Linked DNA regions of Mus musculus: region 1 is linked to region 2. Evidence: chromatin contacts called from public promoter capture Hi-C data. All regions are on one chromosome and are shown on one strand. The core of a region is the stretch at or near the end of the contact, and the rest is flanking DNA. Distances in the headings are between cores, read along the strand shown.

What was found. Capture Hi-C pulls out chosen DNA fragments and counts their contacts.
Region 1: a contact with region 2 is called in a promoter capture Hi-C map of adipose tissue. The contact joins two enhancer-like sites. A contact is called at or near these places in 5 of 39 promoter capture datasets (the C10 cell line, cranial neural crest, hippocampal neurons and 2 more), 1 of 15 datasets of contacts at CTCF or cohesin (the NIH/3T3 cell line), 5 of 484 Hi-C or Micro-C datasets (adipose-derived mesenchymal stem cells, cortical neurons, epidermal suprabasal cells and 1 more), 15 of 115 datasets of contacts at active chromatin or transcription factors (the 230-238 cell line, acute myeloid leukemia, bone marrow-derived macrophages and 6 more) and 3 of 9 other capture datasets (adipose tissue, embryonic stem cells and liver).

What each region holds. Positions count from the first base shown.
Region 1 is chr5:32,079,711-32,082,410 of GRCm38.p6, forward strand. The region is part of intron 11 of Babam2 (BRISC and BRCA1 A complex member 2); the gene reads left to right. Among named protein-coding and RNA genes, the nearest start is that of Gm40277, 9.4 kb to the right of the region's middle. Within about 2 kb of position 1,286, at least 43 of the 459 cell types and tissues checked have an H3K27ac peak or open chromatin away from gene starts, as enhancers often do. A contact at or near this core is called in adipose tissue, heart atrium and uterus, where this site is marked.
Region 2 is chr5:31,601,272-31,603,971 of GRCm38.p6, forward strand. All of the region lies in intron 2 of Gm38424 (a long non-coding RNA gene), which reads left to right. Among named protein-coding and RNA genes, the nearest start is that of Gm38424, 5.7 kb to the left of the region's middle. Within about 2 kb of position 1,335, at least 197 of the 459 cell types and tissues checked have an H3K27ac peak or open chromatin away from gene starts, as enhancers often do. A contact at or near this core is called in adipose tissue, heart atrium and uterus, where this site is marked.

The DNA.
Region 1 (2,700 bases), core at 36-2,535, 480 kb after region 2:
ATGAGGGCCTCAGGTAGCTTTGGCTGCAGAGCTCACCCTTAGATGCCACCAGTATGCCACCAGTATGCCACCAAGCAGACCAGGACTGAATTTCAGAGGATCTATCCTGTCCCCAGGACATTGGCTGCTTGTCCAGTGTAAAAGTAGCCATCTCACTGCTCCAGCTGACAGCTCTGTATGGGATGTTTGAGGAAGGAGGAGTCAGTCAAGAAGCCACAGGAAGAGGATGAACTAAGGACACAGACTCGCAGACCTGTCTCCCTGTACAAGGCATCCCTCGTCCACAGAGACTCACGATGTTTATGGCTGTTTACAAAAACTCTGAACCTCTCTGCCCAATGCTTAGACCCAGCTTGGTCCCCATGTTAACAGTTGGCAGCATTGATCATCTATTAGGTTGGTTATTATGTCAAGGGCTTACTTGGGCCATCTCATTTAAGAACCTTTTAAGGTAGCTATAGTTGTTCCCATATTATAGATGAAGAAGCCAAACTAATGTCACTTGCCCAAGGGATCCAGCTAATAAAGGCACATGAACAGGCCTGAAGCTGAGATCTCACTACTTCAGAGCCTACTCTACATGACCTGTCACCCACAGTCAGCGGCAGGCCAAGCTCTCAGCTGTGTAGAAGAGAGAGCTGCAGTCCAGAGAGGAGACTATCAGCCCTGGGTCCAGGGCAAGAGAAGGAGAGCTGCTAATAAGCACTGCGTCTCCTGCCCCGCGCCCTGCTGTACACAGAACTGACCTCATCACAGCCTGGGATCCCTTTGCTACAATTTGTTTTCTGGAGATTCTTGGACTGTGCTGGGATTTTGAAATCTCAAGCAATAGGACATCAATTAGACCTACCAAAGGGATGAGAGTATCAGAGCCTTATTCCACCCTGAAACATAATAGACTCTGAACTGTTCTGAAACTAAAACTTCTAGCATGAGTGGAGTGAGGGACTTGGCTGACTCCAGGCATCTGTCTCCTGCCACCACACCCACCCCTGGCCAGTTAATGCTAAGGCAAGGAGCCTTCCCTACCACATCACACACTTGGGAAGCTTTCTGGACACTTTGCCTTTGGTAACAGATGTAGATACCTAGTGCCGTTAGCATGCTGTGCCCTGGGCAGCTCCTCGTTTTCTCTGATAAAAACTAAATAATTGAAAGCAGGGCTCTAAAACCATCTATAAATGGGTGGGCGCCAGTTGTCATTTTCCCCCTCCTGTGCCTGCTTCCCCTCCCTTAACTGACTTAATGAGGAGCCAAGCTGAGAAGCGATCTCTGCAAACAGCTGGTAGCACCATGCCTTTAAATAGCCCTCGCCACACTTCCCTCGTGGAGGCACAGTTTGCCCTGGCAGGAAAAGCCCAGGAAACACAGGAAACTTTCTGCAAATTTTCCGCAAAGGAAGAGCCTGCCTGCCTATCAGTCATGCTCCCTGTTGCCAAGACCCTTTGTATAAGGGCCTTGCAGCCCCTTCCCCACAAGTGTTCCCAGGAAACACTGAACTAAGGGCTATAGCTCCAGACCCTATGAGACTCTGGTCCTGGGAGGGATGACAGGGGACCACTCGAACTATGGCTGCCAGGCTCAGGCTAATGCCTGGAGCCAATCCTTGCAGCCTTCACCGTCTATTTAACCAGGAATGTTGGGATCCTGCTGTATGTAACCTAGAAACAGCCAGAGTGACCCTGACTACAGTGACCTTGAAGTAAGGGCTACAGGCACTGACAGCAGCCTACCCACTCTGATCCTCAGATTAAGGGAGTCAGCTTTCCCCAGCTACACATCTAGACTGTTGGGAAAATAGAAGCCACTGGAATATGTGGCTTGCAGCCACAGTTGCCACACTCTGTCCTTTGTGAACCTCACCTTGGGGCTTCTCTTGGTTCGTCCAGCTGTGTTCCAGGTCAGGACACAGTCTCATCAGCTCTTTCTTATGTATGAAGAGTGTTTGGTCTGGTGCACCTGTGCACAAGTGCTTTAAAGTCAAGGTGACAGTGATGTAGGCACTGTGGGGCTGTGTCGGTCAGGAATGGATGAAAGATACTAAATCTATCTGTCTTTCTCTCTTTTCTCTGGCACAGTTTAAAATTTAATAACGGCTAGTTTCCTCTGTCACTACCTAAACACTACATTTACTGGTAGAGTATTATTCTCTCACCCACATACTTTAATAGTTAGAAATGCACAGGTTTAAACTAACCCTGCCAACAAGTGGCTACCATGAGCTATGTTCATTGAAGCCACTGTGGACTGCATGTTGAACCAGGGCTAAGCCAGTAAGCCCCATTTTACAGGGGCCATCAATGTGACCTGTCAGGGAGGATATGTGAATATTCAAATGTCCTGGAAGCACAGGGACTGACTATGGGCAGACGAGAATCCTCTGATGGCTTAGCAGTGTGGAAAGCATTCCATCTAACCTAAATGGAAGTGAAGGTGAGAATGGTGCTGCTAGAAAGAGGATGTAGTCACGTGCTGGAGGAGAGGCAGAAACACAGGCTTGGGGCTCATACACTAACTATGGGTGGGCTTAGAGGAGTCTGTAGCATAAGATGTATGTACTAGGAATGGAAGCTCTGCTTGCACTTTTTCTGAGAGTGTCCTTTGTTTACTTCTCAAAGGAATGCATACCTCAAAAATATTAAAGAATATATTTGTTTAAAAAACAAAACAAACAAAGTGAGTGGAAGGCAGATAGTGAGA
Region 2 (2,700 bases), core at 85-2,584:
ACCAGTATTTCAACCTACATTTTAGGTTGGCTTTATGCTCGTTCTTACAGTTTCTGGAACAGACAGCTTCCTAAGGGCATTTCCTTATCTAGGTGTTTGACAGGCTCAATTGGATTAGCTCTGAAGGGACAATTAGTACGCCTTTGCTCTTTACCAGAAAACCTCTAGCTAGATAGTAATCGTATGGTCGTTTGGACAGTTTCAGAATGTCATGGCTCCACCCGGGCCTGCTCTTCTAACCTGTAATCTAAGTTCTGCAGCTTTGGTTCCTCACTTTACAAGATGCTGATGATGAGGGAGGAGCCCATCCTTGGCTTTCAAGCCTTCTAGAACCTGACTAACAGCAATGTATATCAGTAAAAGACATGAACTGGGTATGGTAGAGAACACCTGTAACCCCAGCACTTAATAGGCTGAGGCAGGAGGGTTACTGTGTGATCAGGGGCTAGTCTTGTTTACAGAGTAAGGTCCTATCTCAGCAAACATCTTCATGATAATAACAATAATAATAATTTAAAAATAGAGAAATTGTGTGTAATGATAGCTAATATAGCCTTTGAGTCAAGTATATTGTCATAGGTTCTTTTTCTTTTAATTAAGAAAAAGTTGTGGGGCACATGCCTTTAGTCCCAGCACTGAGGAGTCAGAGACAGGACAGCAGGGTTACATGGGGCTGGGGTGATGGCTCAGCAGTTAAGTATACTTATTGACTGCTCTTCCATAGGACCTGGGTTCAATTCCTAGCACCCACATGGCAGCTCACAAGGGCCTGCAACTCCAGCTCTAGGAGATCTGACTCCCTCTTCTGGCCTCTTCCAGAACCAGAGTTGTGAGCAACCTGATGAGGTGTTGGAAGCAAACCAGGGTCTTGCAAGAGTAGTAAGCACTGTTAACTACTGCGCCATACCTCTAGTCCTAAAAAGCCTTTTAAAATATTTTTAACATTTATTTATTTGTTTAGTGTGTGTGTGTGTGTGTGTGTGTGTGCGCGCGCATGTGCGTGTTTGCACATCACCCCCAGATGTCACAGGCCTACATGTGGAGGCTAGAGGACGACTTGCAGGAATCTATTTTCTTTCTCTACCATGTGGGTACCAGGGATGAAGCAATGTCAGGAGAGTGGGGAGGACTCTGGCAGCTGAGCACTTCTTTTTCCATGGATTTGAATCTAAAGAGAGACTGTTGGGTGGAGCCTGGCTGGAAGGAGAGAGACAGCCTCCCCCAGATTTCCAGCTGCCCCAAGTGGTTGCCTCACAGGCTGTTACTTAACTCTCCTTACCACTTCCTGGGGTGGGGAAGGGAAGGGTGGAGTGTAGCAGCTGATGCAACAGGCCAAGCAAAGCTGCTGTTGTTCTTTGAGGACAGAGGCAAGGCCAGCAGGGTTGGGCTGTCCTGGGCTGCAGCTGTAAGACTCCGCTCTCTGAAAGGTCTCAGCTTCCTCTTCTTGCTGTCTTTATTACTGAAATGGGGCTCACCCTCTGACCCTCTAAATTTCTCTGTTAGGATTCACCTGCATTCATTCACAACTTCATTAACTTGAAGCCATGTCTGCTGGGAACACATGCAGTGGGGTGTTCAGAAGGGGACAGGCTGATTGGAGGACCTGCTCCCACTAGATCATGCTTCCCAGGAGTTCTTCCAGGGGGAAATGGATCCAGCCAGAGGGATCAGAATGTGTCAGATCCAAAAATGTCTTCTGTAGTGCCAACAGCTTCAAAACACACCTTGGGGAATGCACTTTCTGTTTAAGGACACATCTAGCCATTAGAAATGAGCTATGTGTCATTTTCTCTTTTCCATTACACATACAAACACACACACGCACACACACACACACACGTGTAGCTGGGGTGATGTTTCAGTCCAGTGTATCTTAGATGTGCGTGCATGCTTGTGTGTGTGTGTGTGTACATATATATGTATGTATGTATGTATATATGTATATATATATGGGGCATGATGGCTCAGTGGGTAAAGGGCACTTGCCACAATAGTGTAGCAATCACTTAAATTCAATTTCTGAGGCCTAGATACAGGTAGAAGGAGAGAATAAACTTCATAATGCTATCTTCTGACTTTCACTGAAAAGAAAAGAAGCTGTGGAGGTACACAGAATTTGGCTGACCAGTAAGTTCCTAGGATCTATTGTATCTTCCCATGCCCAGTGCTAGGGGTCCAGATATGCCTGGAATTATTATTATTATCATTATTATTATTACTACTATTATTTATAGGCATTCAGATATAGCTCCTTGAGCAAGAGCAGTAAGCGCTTTACCCCCTGAGCCATCTCAGCAGCACCTAGAACATATATGTTGAATGTAACATATAGAATTCTGTCCTGTGTGGGAAAATTCACTTCTAAATCTTTCCCCAAGTCAGTTCATTCTGAGATGATTAATTTGGTTAATATATGATTGGCCCCTTTTCTCCTTGGCATCGAATAACTAAATTTAGAAAGAAGCCTTGAGCAAGGTAGCTTATAATTTAAGTGCACATTTTATGATTATACACTTGTTCACATACAGGGGTATGCAATCAAATGTGATCATCTGGACAGCCTGAAATAGAGCAATTATGGTGTTAGTGCAGTGGGGCAGGAGCTGGGGGCCTTCTTGTGTCAGCCATCACCCTGATTTATGGATGGTTTTATCTCATTAACCTTTAAGTCCGGAGCTCATGAGTGACTCTTGGAACTGC